Regions from separate parts of the Sus scrofa genome. Here region 1 is linked to region 2. The links are chromatin contacts, called in public Hi-C maps. All regions are on one chromosome and are shown on one strand. Each heading gives the region's core, a stretch centred on a gene start, on an enhancer-like site or on the middle of the called end of the contact. The rest is flanking DNA. Distances are from core to core; before and after follow the strand shown.

Region 1 (6,128 bases), core at 1,765-4,264, 130 kb before region 2:
AGACAGGAGCAGGTCAGCACCTCTACAGTGGGTCATGGAGAGTGCAGACTTCTCAGAGGAAGTGATATTTAAGTTGACTCTTGAAAAGAGGTTGCCAATCAGAGCAGGAGGTAAGGCCATTCCAGGGAGAAGGCTTAGAGGCCTGAGTGTCCAGCTAAGGACTGGTGCACGTGTGGCAGGGGCTTTGATCTGCTGCACAGATGGGACCGTTGAGATGGTGCTGGCAGAGGAGACGGAATGGGAAGGGCCGTATGATTCACGAGGAAGTTCGCTTTTTCCCATGGATCTGGGAGCTCTGGAAATTTTTGGTTTATTTCAGCTTTATTGAGGTAGAATTGACAAATAAAGATTGTGTTATTTTACACACTACTATATATAAAATAGATAATCAACAAGAACCTACTGTAAAGCACAGGGAACTCTACTCAATATTCTGTAATAACCTACATGAGAAAGGAATCTGAAAAATAATGGGTATGTGTATGTGTATAGCTGACTCACTTTGCTGTGTACCTGAAACTAACACAACATTGCAAATCGACCGTACTCCAATATAAAATAAAATTAAATTGGAGTTCCCACTGTGGCACAGCAGAAACAAATCTGACTAGGAACCATGAGGTTGCGGGTTCGATCCCTGGCCTTGCTCAATGGGTCGAGGATCCTGCATTGCCATGAGCTGTGGTGGAAGTCGCATTATGTGGCTCAGATCCCATGTTGCTGTGGCTCTGGCATGGGCAGATTAGACCCCTAGCCTGGGAACCTCCATATGCCACGGGTGTGGCCCTAAAAAGGACAAAAAGACCAAAAAATTTTAAAAAATTAAATTAAATTAAAAAGAAAACAAAAGTTACTGTAAAGCCATAAATAGCAATGATTATCTCTTTTAAAATTGTGTCTGTTTAAGGCACACAGTGTGGTGTTTTGATATATGTGTCCCTACCTTGTGAAATGATCACCACAATTAAACTAGGTAACACAGCCATCACCTCACATAGTTACCTTTGTAACACTGAAGATCGACCTCTTAGCAAATGTCAAGTGTACAATACAGTCTTGTTAACTATATTCACCGTGCTATACATTAGATCCCCAGAACGTATTCATCCTCTTTAGCCAAGTTTTGTGCCCTTTGAGCAATATCTTCCCGCTGTTCCCATCTCCACTCTTCCATCCCCAGCAAACCTCTGGTAACCACCTTTCTTAGAGCTGCACCCTTGGCATATGGAGGTTCCCAGGCTAGGGGTTGAATCGGAGCTGTAGCCGCTGGCCTACACCTCAGCCACAGCAATGCCAGATCCGAGCCACGTCTGCAACCTGCACCACAGCTCACGACAACACTGGACCCTTAACCCACCGAGCAAGGTCAGGGATCGAACCTGCATCCCCATGGATGCTAGTCAGATTCGTTTCCGCTGAGCCATGGCAGGAACTCCTTGGTCATCAACCACCTTTCTACCCTGTGAGTTCAGCTAGTTTAGACGCCACATTATAAGTGGGATCATGCATTTTTTGCCTTTTGGTATCTGGATTCTTTCATTTAGCCAAACGTCCTCCAAGTTCTTCCACATTGTTGCAAACAGCAGGATTTTCTTCTCTCTTAAGACAGAATGATATTTCTTCGTATAAATATGTACCCCATTTTTTTTCTCTATTCACCCATCCACAGACACCTAGATTGTTCCCATGTCTTGGTTATTGTGAATAATGCTGCAGTGAACATGGGAGAGCAGATAATTTTTTCAAGATCCTGATTTCATTTCCTTTGGACATATACCCAGGGTGAGATTGCTGGTAGTTTTTAAACAGAAGATAATGCCGTACGAATACACTTTGGTTTAGAAAATTCCAGTAGGAACAGGACAGAGGGAAGAGCAGAGAAGCTGGAGGCCAGGGCAGGACAGCAAAGTGGGGAGATTGGGGCAGGGAAGTGTGGGGGGAACAGGTGGATGGATAGCATTGGCAAGTGACATCCTCTGAACCCAAAGAATTGAAAGAAAGGCAATTGCCTGCTCTCTGAGCGCTCCAGAGTGGTGTGTGGTCTGGTCACGTGGGTGACCGTGCCCTGTCTGCACTTGGCAACACTGTGTCATCACATTGTCAAAACTCACCCTGTGACTGAGAACAGGGCCATGCAGCTAACAAGAAGCTTTCCTATAGTGAGGGGCTGTGGGAAAAGGTTTTTTTTTTTTTTTTTGCAAAAAAAGAACAAAAACAATGTGAGGAATAGAGATTTCCTCCAAATAACTCTCCTGCTATGCTGGTTAATGGAATTAGCAGGGGTCAAGGAATCATATGGACTCCAATTTGAACTGAGCCTCTCACTAGCTTGGTGACCTTGAACACACTACCTAACTTGCTTGGCCCTCAGTTTCTTCATCTGGAAAATGGACAATAATTCCTACCTTGGAGGATTAAGGTGAAGACTCATCAGGGTAACAAAACATGCAGAGGCTCCTGCCCTGGGAAACCTCAGTGAATATTCTTTCCCTCTCCCCTCCTCATCCAGTGTGGCCATGGAAGGGTTAAGAGACCAACTAGCTACTGACCAGGAGCTAAAAAACAAAGGCTCTGGAGGGAGAGGCTAGTGGGTGTACTTCCAGGCCAAAACGGAAGTGGGATGAGATGCTACCCATTAAAACTGACTAATTCCACTGGAATTGTGTGCAGGACAAAGGAGATTAATTCAGTGAAATCTCTGGAGTGCTTCAAAGCGCACTGGGTGTGTGTGCACACGGCACACACAGCGAGTCTCCTTCCAGGGCGGGCTCGCTTCCTCTAGCAGGGATGGGATGGCTAGGGGAGTGACAAGGGGCTTCTTAACAACACCCTGAATTCTGATCCGGGTGAGCTGCTCCCCCACCAGGCGCCCAGGGGAGAGAAGCCGCCCGTGGCCTGGGCAGGGCAGGCTTCCCCAACTCCAGCTGCAGCCTCTGTGCTGGGGTCAGGGAGGCTCCCGCCGCACCGTGCCCCAGCTGGATCGAGTGACAGCCCACGGCTGACTCACAGCCCGAGAGGCTGGCAGCTAGCTAGCAGCAGACCAGCCGGCGGCCCAAGGGTGAGCTCATTAACCACAGGGACCATGAGCAATGCCGTGTCACCCAGGCCCTCTCCATCTGTGGGGCAGGGAGGCCCCTTCCCCGCTCTTCTTAAAGACCTCTGGCTCTGGGGGCCCAAGGACTACGGGTCTCTGTATCCCTGGGGGTCCCTGACATCCTGCCGTTTTACCTTCCATGAAGGCAGTTCATTACAGGGCTGGTGACGGATGATGTCATTTTTGTGCCTCCTCGGTGGGAGGGTCACGTGACTACATTCATAAAGCAGAATTCAGTGCTGGGCCAGACACTGTGCCCCTATTTGGGGTTTGGAAAATATGGTTACTGTTAATGTGCTAAACGGAGGCCTTCCTGTCTGTGGTAGAAAAATCCACCAGGCATGGCTTCATTAACCTAAGAAAATGACCTCCAGCAGGCCTGCCTGGCCTGCAGAAATTTCGTCCCTTCCTGAGGCAGATGGCAAGAGAGAAACAGAACACACACCCGCTCCCATGTTGTCCAGCATCCCCAAAAAACATCCTCCTGGAAGACAGCAGCCGTATCAGCGTTCATTCATTCGGAGGGTCAGTCTGGGTCGCAGAACGATAGAGATGAATCATGTCTCTTCGGAGCAACCAAACACTGAGACATATTTCCAAAAGGTGACCTCTTGAGTGTGGGTGATTTTAAAGTAACCGATCCTCATTGTCACGTGCTATTCCAAGGAAGTGTGTTAAGGCTGGTGAAGAAATTCATTGCCGGCTCACTTACCTGGGCTCTGGGAAGCTCCTTCTGCTCCCAAGAGCCACCAGCTTGTGGTATTCTGGAATTTCACATTAGTGACTCTTTTGTTGAGTTAAAGCTTTTACTTCCAGGGAGCATGCTCATAATATGTAGGTAACAGACTATTTATATTACCAGCCATGATTGAGTTTGAGAGAGAGCTGAGTACAATAGCCCGTTAGATTTATTTTTCTCTATTTTCTCTATTTGCTTCACTCCTTTCTTCCTTTTTTTCTGCCTCCACGCTTTCTTCACTCCTTTCCTCCTTCCTTTATTTCATTCACTTATTTGTCGTGTGACTATCCACTGAGCACATACTCTGTGCTGGCTGGGATTTGGTCTAAGAACAACGGCTAAGAGTCTGGGGCCATGCATCAAGACGCTTTGATTTCTTCCTCCATGATTTAGACATGGCTTAAGATTCCGTTTTCTGTTTTTTTGTGGGTTTTTTTTTTTTTTTTTGTCTTTTTTGCCATTTCTTGCACTGCTCCGGGGGCATATGGAGGTTCCCAGGATAGGGGTCGAATCAGAGCTGTAGCCACTGGCCACAGCCACAGCCACAGCAACGTGGGATCCAAGTGGAGTCTGCAACCTACACCACAGCTCACGGCAATGCTGGATCCTTAACCCACTGAACGAGACCAGAGATCGAACCGGCAACCTCATGGTTCCTAGTCAGATTCATTAACCACTGCGCCACGATGGGAACTCCAAGATTCCATTTTCTTATCAGCCAAAAAGGGAGACAATTATGAGACCTCCCTCCTAAGGTTGTTGAAGGATTGTATGACTTACTGCATATAAAACACTTTGCTCTGTCCCTGGTCCTTCCCAAACATCCCCCAAATGTTATCATCATCCTTAAAATAATGGACAATGTCGGCTCTGTGAATAAACTTCTAAAGTTCAAATCCTGGCCCCTACCTACCAGCAATGTGACCCTGGGCAATTAAATTCCTTGTGCTCCAGTCTCATCTGTAATGTAGAGCTAATAATAGGTATATATTTCATCAGGTTGTTGGAAGAATTTATTAGGATAATGTCTGTACTGTATATAAAACTGTGCCTGGCACATGGTAAGCACGCAATAAATCATAGCTATTATAGTGGCTGCTGTTATTATTGGTGGTTCCAGAAACATGAGAATGAGAAATAATTAAGACACTCTCATAGGGAAGCCAAGCATGTATATGGATAATGACAAGGTGAATGAGTAGAAAAGCAGAAACACAGTACAGGAGGAAGGTTTCGCTTTTGGAGAGAAGAACAAAGAAAGCTTCACCAAGGAGGTGTCCAAACAGGACATTAATCGGACACATGTAGAACCTCATTAGGAAACACTTTATTTTCCTCATCTTCCCAAATGTATTCTTGAGTCTCAAGTCCAACTATCTCGAGCCAGTTTTCCAAATTCTCTATTATTGGTCCAGCTCCATTTCCTTGCACACTTGGATATATCAGCCAGGCTTATAGGTAAACGCCCCTCTTATCATCCCTCAGCCTCACCTTCTGACTCTGGCCTGCAGGTGCCATGTTCTAGAATGCCCTCCCTCTCCCAGCCCCCCGTGTGCAAACCCTACATGGTCTTCTAAAGGCAGCCAAACTTCACCTGCTCTTTGAAAACCAGACTCACATTGCCACGCTCCTCTTCTGGCTTCTTTGTCCTTTTCAGAACCCTGCAATTGGCATGGTCCCATTCAGCCCTGGGATTTGTCTTTTTCAGCCAGGCTCCTCATTTGCCTTCTGTAATGGATTTTCTATTTATGGGGTCCCCATTTCTGACATTTTACAAGCTCTCCTCCCCCTTCCCCACTCCTCACTTCCAATCATGCTCCTCCACAGTGATGGTCACACCAGCTCCCTTGGTTCCTCCTTTCTCAGCCATTGAGCTGAGCATCTGACCCCTGTCTCCTAGTCCGAGTTCTTCTGCACACCATTGCCTCCATAGAGACTAGTTGGGGCCTAGAAGAGGGTTTGGGTTTTGTTTTGTTTTGTTTGCTTTTTAGGGCCACACTTGCAGGATATGGAGTTCCCAGGCTAGGGGTCGAATCAGAGCTGCACCTGTCAGCCTGTGCTACAGCCACAGCAACATGGGATCCGAGCCACATCTGTGACCTATACCACAGCTTATGGCAACATCAGATCCCGACCCACTGAGCGAGGCCAGGGATCGAACCTGCATCCTTATGGATACTAGTCAGATTTGTCTCCGCTGTGCCACAATGGGAACTCCCGAGGGTTTGGTTTTTTTTTTTTTTTTTTTAAGATTTATTTTTCATTGTCAACTCTTGGGGATCTTTCCAATTTTGT
Region 2 (6,175 bases), core at 2,753-5,252:
TCTTTGAGACTAGACACGATGCCAAGGCAGCAGGCCTTGATTCTTTGCTACTGGGCAGCTTAATCAGGAAATGGCCTAGATGGCTGCCTTTCAAGTGGGTCCTTGCAGTAGCTTGGCAACTGGCACAGGGTCATAATTGGAAGAATTTGGCTCTGAGTGTCTGTGGGTGTTTACAGTGCACTATAGGGCAGGGCTTCATTTATTTATAGAATATTGTGAGCAACAAGCAGCAGAAGGCTGAAAAGCCACTAAATCTCGATTTATTTTTAACAAATTCCATTTTCCCCCTCATCCCAGAAGGAGAACGGAGTTATTAAAACACAGTAAAAAATACATCATCGCAGAGCATGCCATAGCTAATTACGGGGTTGCCAGCGTCGGCCGGCCGCCACATTTTAAGGGCTTTGTAAATCAACCATCCATTCAATCCGTGAACTTATATGACTCCCATTTTCATTTAGATGTAGAGGGAAATTATTGGCAAGTGGGTGCTGATCAGAAGACGTTCTACCCTGTCTAAATTAGGAGATGGAGGGTATAAATAGAGAATAGCGTACTTACGTTTTTCAAAGGGAGATAAAAATCATTCTGCATTGTCCATCATACTTCGCGATCGGAGCATACATCCCACTGCACTGAGTATCTGCTGTAGGGTTGCTCACTCAGCGCCATGGCTGATTGTGCCACTCAGAGGAGCTCTAGTGTGAGATTTCCCCAAGCCTGACCCTGGGTAACTATTGCCCACATATGTCATGAAAAGATGCGAATCTGGTGCTTTTTGGCCTGCAGGACTGTAGTGCATGAGAGACCCTGTAGTTCAAGTGCATCTATCTCACAGTAGTTGGGGAAGATGAGACCCAGAGAGCAGAGCAATGTGGGCCCTGTGCGAGTCCCGGCAGAGCTGTGCTCGGCTTGCAGCCTCTGTGCTTTTCTCTTGACGGTCCCTGCCGACCTGAGCTCAGAGCCAGTGAGTTGAACGGTCCTGATTTCTGCCCTTTGGGGCTCACAGTCTCAGACAGACAGACATCAAGACAGTCGAATAATCACCAAGGGTATGAATAAACCCGGTTATCTGTGTACAGTCAACTAACTGGCTGGTTGAGTGAGGGAGATGGTGAGAGTGGGGAATTTGGGAATCTGTTATGTGGATGCCAAGATAAAATCAGTTGCTCTCTGACCGCTTGGGAAGAGCTTTGTGCATGCTGTAAAGTTTCTAAAGGGAAAGAAGGCAGCACGTTTGCTGCATGTTGAAGAGGGAAAGTCTGGTGCAGCGGTGGGCACCAGTGCAGGTAACTATAAATATTACAGTTGGGGAGAAGCCCGGGAATGGATCATTGGGGAGATCTTGAGGGAACATCAGAGGGAGTGAAGGACGGGGGTACAGGCCAGGGACAGCTGGTCTGAGTTCCAGGGGACATTCTTGCCTTGTTCCTGGGATAGCATAGAGGTGGCATGAGCGCTGCTGGTCCCAGTCCTCTGAGTCCCAGGTAGAAGGGTAGTGACTGATGGTGGCAGTCTTTTTTCTGACCCTGAGGATCCTTCTTTGTGTGGCCCTCTGGACAGCCAGTATCCGTGGACTGGAGCTGGCACTGGATCCTGTGTCGCTCATCCTGGGTTGAACCTGGCACATGCCCAGGCTGGGTGGGCTCCAGGTGTTAGTTCTCTTTCTGAGGCTGGGAGGGGACGGAGAGGCTGAGGAAGCCTTTAGGAGGAAGGAGGGACTGTGGAAGTTTCAGAAGTCACCTCTTGGCAACCCTGGAGGCCATTGGCTTTCAATTGATGCTATAGCAGGCAGCACAGAGGGGAACAAGTGAGAGGAGAGATCCTGGGGCCTGGATGAAGCTGTGGGGGTTACAGACAGATAGACAGTTGGAGAGGGAGGGACAGGGACGTGCTGGGACTGGACTTACAACCGTGGAGGAGGAGGTCCTGGTGGGGAGGGAGGTACCAGGACCATGGCAGACCTGGCAGCTCAGCAGCCTGAGTTACTCAGTCTGGGCTTTTGGGGTATCAAGTGCATCTTCTCCGGGCAGAAATGGTCCGTCTTCCTTGCCCTGGACCATGTTCCTCAAATGTATTATCAGACCAAGTTTCCAGGTGGCAGAGAATGAAGTCAGCACATAAGAACATCCCCAGTGTCACCTCCATAATTTTTTTCCTTTATCTTTTGATACCCACAACCACTCACCTGCTTTCGAGTTCTCAAGAGTTGAGAGTGTGTAAATTAGCAGTTTCTACAACGTGGAACATAGTTGGGGAGCTTCAGTTTGGAAATTGCTTATTTTTTTTTCTCGAGTTTATGTTATAGTTTTAATATAGCTTAGTCATCTTTTTGTTGATAAAGTTTTTAATTTTTAGAGTTATAAAGGTAACATGGTTTCAGGATGGAGGAGTCTTCTTGAGTGTCCCACTCTGAACCCTTTCCTAGGAGCAGATTCTCCCTTTTCTCTGTCCAGTTTCCTGCTCCTGGCCATTTCCCTGTGTCCCAGCGTCAGCCCAGGAGATCAAGTAAAGCCAGGTCAGGGGTTGTGTCCATGAAGGGTTCTGTGGCAGAGAACACGGAAACCTCCGCCCAAGAGGAGGTTGGGAAGTCGCCCGCGAACTAGAACAACCACCTGTCCCAGCCCAGCCCTGGAGTCAGTAGCCCCCATCACTTCATACTGTTCGTCCCCAGGTAACACTGGCATCTGTAATTGATGCCAGCTTTAAATTCCCCAGAATAAGAAAATGTTGGCGTTCCCGTCATGGCTCAGTGGAAATGAATCTGACTAGCATCCATGAGGATGCAGGTTCGATCCCCGACCTCACTCAGTGGATCAAGGATCTGGCGTTGCTGTGAGCTATGGTGTAGGTCACAGATGCAGCTTGCATCTGGCATGGCTGTGGCTGTGGCGTAGGCCGGTGGCTACAGCACCAAGTGACCCCTAGCCTGGGAACCCCCATATGCCGTGGGTGCAGCCCTAAAAAGACAATAAATAAATAAATAAATAAAATGTTCATGGTGTGTTGCCGTAGCCCTGTCACGTCACTCTTTCTCTGGATCACAGTGCCAGGCACCCAGTGAGCCTTCAGGCAGTGTCTTGGTTCACTGAGCCCTTGGTTCACGGAGCCCAAGGTGGTCTGAGCCACCTTGCCACTGCTTCTTGGTGTTCTGAGAGCACTAAGTGAAAGTCCTGAGGCTGTGTATGTTAAGACCGGGCCAAAGTCCATCCTCCCTCCTTCAGGCTGATGAGCCCCACCCTGGCTATCAGCACGTATTTGCTCCTTATCAGAGTGATAGAATGGTCCAGGGGAAGGGCATCAGGGGTCACTTCCTCTGGCCACCCTCCTGTGCAGGAAACTCCCATCTGTACTCTCTGGGATAGTCAGGGCCCCTCGCCCCTTTGGCACCCATGCTCCAAGCCTTCTGCTCCTCCTTTCTGGACGTGTTTGCCTGTTAGAAAATCCTTCTTTATTCTAATCCCAATCTGCCTCTTGGACTGTTTCCTCATTGACCTGGTTCTGCCCTTTGTAGCAACACAGAACAAAGGTCCGTAGGCGCGGCGCGATTCCACCTTCAGAGTTTGGAAGTCGTGCTCATGGCTCCCTTCCTTTCTCTCCCCCACCCTCTTCTGTCCCTCCCCAGGGCCCCCACATTCTCCAGTGCCTTCCGTCATCCTTGGGTGACATGGCAGTCGATCTGAATTTTAATAATTGGCGACATTCACTGAGGCACTGTTCTAGGCTCCTCACATGAGTTATCGTCCTTACTACTCACCATCACCTGAGGTGGGTGCTGTCAATATCCGCGTTTTGTTAATGAGAAGACTGAGGAGCAGAGGTCAGATGTCCAGAATCACACAAGGAAGTGGCAGAGCAAAGATTGGGCCCAGGTGGTTTGGCTCCAACACCTATGCCTTTAGCTGCAGGGCTGTCATATCTTACAACCTTAGCTCTAAAAGTAACCCTGGGCTGCATGAGATTGGGCTGGGCCCGACTTCAACTTATTTTGCAAGAGGTCATTTGAAGAGAGCGTGAGTCGAACAATTTCCTATGAAACCTCCTCAGAGGCCTTTGCCCTATCACCAACAATGGGTTCATCCTAATTCTGCCAGGCCCTGCAGGGTTCATGATGCAGTGGGTTTAGATCAGAGTGATGACGGTGGGCTTATAGTATTTTCTCTTCCGGCACATGAAGTCAAATGCCGTAAGTTTCTTGTTTAAAATGCTCAGTCATGATTTTGTGGTCAGAAAGCAGAGAGAGAAAGGTGCCTAAGAATTTGAAGACTGTACCGTCTCTTCAAGTCCCTAATCAAACCTTGCTGCTCAAAATAGCCCCAGGGGTTGTGGCGTCAAGGGAGGCAGTGCCCACCCACCCTCCAAAGCTGGGATGGCAGATGCCAGGTACACATTTTCTTGGAACAAGTGCATCAGGAGGGGTTTTGGAAATGCAGGACAGAGAACTGGGAAGGGACAGGTCAGGGCCAGTCTGACCTGGGCTTGAGCATTGGCCTTGCCCTTCACCGGGTGCGTAACTAGATGTAAGTCACTTGTGGTCTCGTCTGTAAGATAGAAGCAACTCTGTCTTTTCCTAGGCATGTTTTGAGGGTTAAATGAGCAGAAGCTGCAGGGGCTGTTTTCAGACCATTCCCCACGCCTGATACCTCAGTGTTTGGCAACCAAGCTCTCATTCACTGCCTGGCCTTTCCTGCTTTGGTGGCACGGACCCCAGCCCCTCAGCTGCCTCCTTTCTTGTGGGGCATGGAGTGGGGCTGTGGAGGCATGGGAATTTCTGGGGCAGGAACAGTCTCCAAGACCCAGCCTGCAGTCAATCTGGTCATCCTGCCTGACCCTGGCAGCTCGGTCTAGGCTCCCCAAGCATCCTGAGAAAAGTGGGACTCATGACTTCATTAAGAGTCTGCTACCTGTGCTCAGGGGCCCCTGGGCTTGCCTGATCTAGACACTGGCCACACACCGGCTGAGCAAGAAGGGCTGAGAAACGGGAATTGAACCATCTTTCTCTGTGTCAGTTGCTTTTCAGAGAGCATGCATCCCAGTCACAGTGGGAGGAGACGTGATTTCTAAGGTGGTGAGCCCAGAAACTTGGAGGGAGGGTAGCTTGATGCAATAGAAAAAAGACTAGATAAAAGCTGGTTTTCTCCTTGCAAAACAGGGCCCTAACCTCCCTGAAAGGTAGTCTGAAAATTGGGGATGATAATAGAACTAACCCCTAAAGTTGGTAGGAAGATTATGAGATCCTGGATGGACATTTAAAAAAGTCATCTGGCACACTGTCTAGCAGTTAATAAATAAAATATTACAATAATTCTCTTTCAGAGTTCCCGTCGTGGCTTAGTGGTTAATGAACCCGACTAGCATCCATAAGGACTCTGGTTCGATCCCTGGCCTCGCTCAGTGGGTTAAGGATCCGGCCTTGCCGAGAGCTGTGGTGTGGATCTGGCGTTGGTGTGGCTGTGGTGTAGGCCGGCAGCTGTAGCTCCCATTCGACCCCTACCCTGGGAACTCCATATGCCGCAGGTGTGGCCCTAAAAGACAATAAGACCAAAAAAAAAAAAAAAAAAAAAAAAACAATAGTTCCCTTTCTCCTCCACCTTCTACTCTGCTATTGATTTCCTGCACAGCTTTGAGTAAATACCTTAACCCCTCTTTGACCCCTCTCTTTGTAGAAGAGTTGAAACGTTCTGAATGGGACATAGTGCCCACATAGGACCTCTTGGGCATGTTGTTATAAATAGATACAAGCATCTCCTTATTCCTTTCACTATGTCTTCTAGAGTAGCTGTGCCCAACCTTTACATACTGATGGACATACTATTTTGTTTTAACTAGCTTTATTTTCTTTCTTCTTTGTATCATCGTCAAGTTGATTATTTTTGAAATTATGAGTGTTGGTACATTCTATTATAAATTTTTTTTCGAGAGAATGAAAAGACTGTTTAAAAATATTCGTATTGAGTCTTTGAAAGTACAAGAGAGGGAGTGTGTGTGTGTGTCTGTGTGTGTGTGTGTGTCTGTGTGTGTGTGTGTGTCTGTGCTTGCCTATAAATCAGCTGGAGACACCTTAGGATAGACTTGAAAAAAAAAAAAAAGAAACAGTTTCAGAGTTCCCATCGTGGCTCAGCGGAAATGAATCTGACTAGTAACCAAGAGGACGCAGGTTTGATCCCTGGCCTCG

What was found. Hi-C and Micro-C count contacts between places; a contact is called where the count stands out from the background.
Region 1: a contact with region 2 is called in a Hi-C map of subcutaneous adipose tissue, with 2.3 times the contacts expected there. The contact joins two enhancer-like sites. A contact is called at or near these places in 20 of 47 Hi-C or Micro-C datasets (adipose tissue, alveolar macrophages, brain and 13 more) and 2 of 2 datasets of contacts at active chromatin or transcription factors (alveolar macrophages and skeletal muscle).

The regions. Positions count from the first base shown.
Region 1 is chr2:46,093,382-46,099,509 of Sscrofa11.1, reverse strand. No RefSeq gene overlaps it. Among named protein-coding and RNA genes, the nearest start is that of ARNTL, 150 kb to the right of the region's middle. Within about 2 kb of position 3,014, at least 20 of the 83 cell types and tissues checked have an H3K27ac peak or open chromatin away from gene starts, as enhancers often do. A contact at or near this core is called in omental adipose tissue, retroperitoneal adipose tissue and subcutaneous adipose tissue, where this site is marked.
Region 2 is chr2:45,959,353-45,965,527 of Sscrofa11.1, reverse strand. It overlaps a transcript of ARNTL not described here. Among named protein-coding and RNA genes, the nearest start is that of ARNTL, 21 kb to the right of the region's middle. Within about 2 kb of position 4,002, at least 13 of the 83 cell types and tissues checked have an H3K27ac peak or open chromatin away from gene starts, as enhancers often do. A contact at or near this core is called in omental adipose tissue, retroperitoneal adipose tissue and subcutaneous adipose tissue, where this site is marked.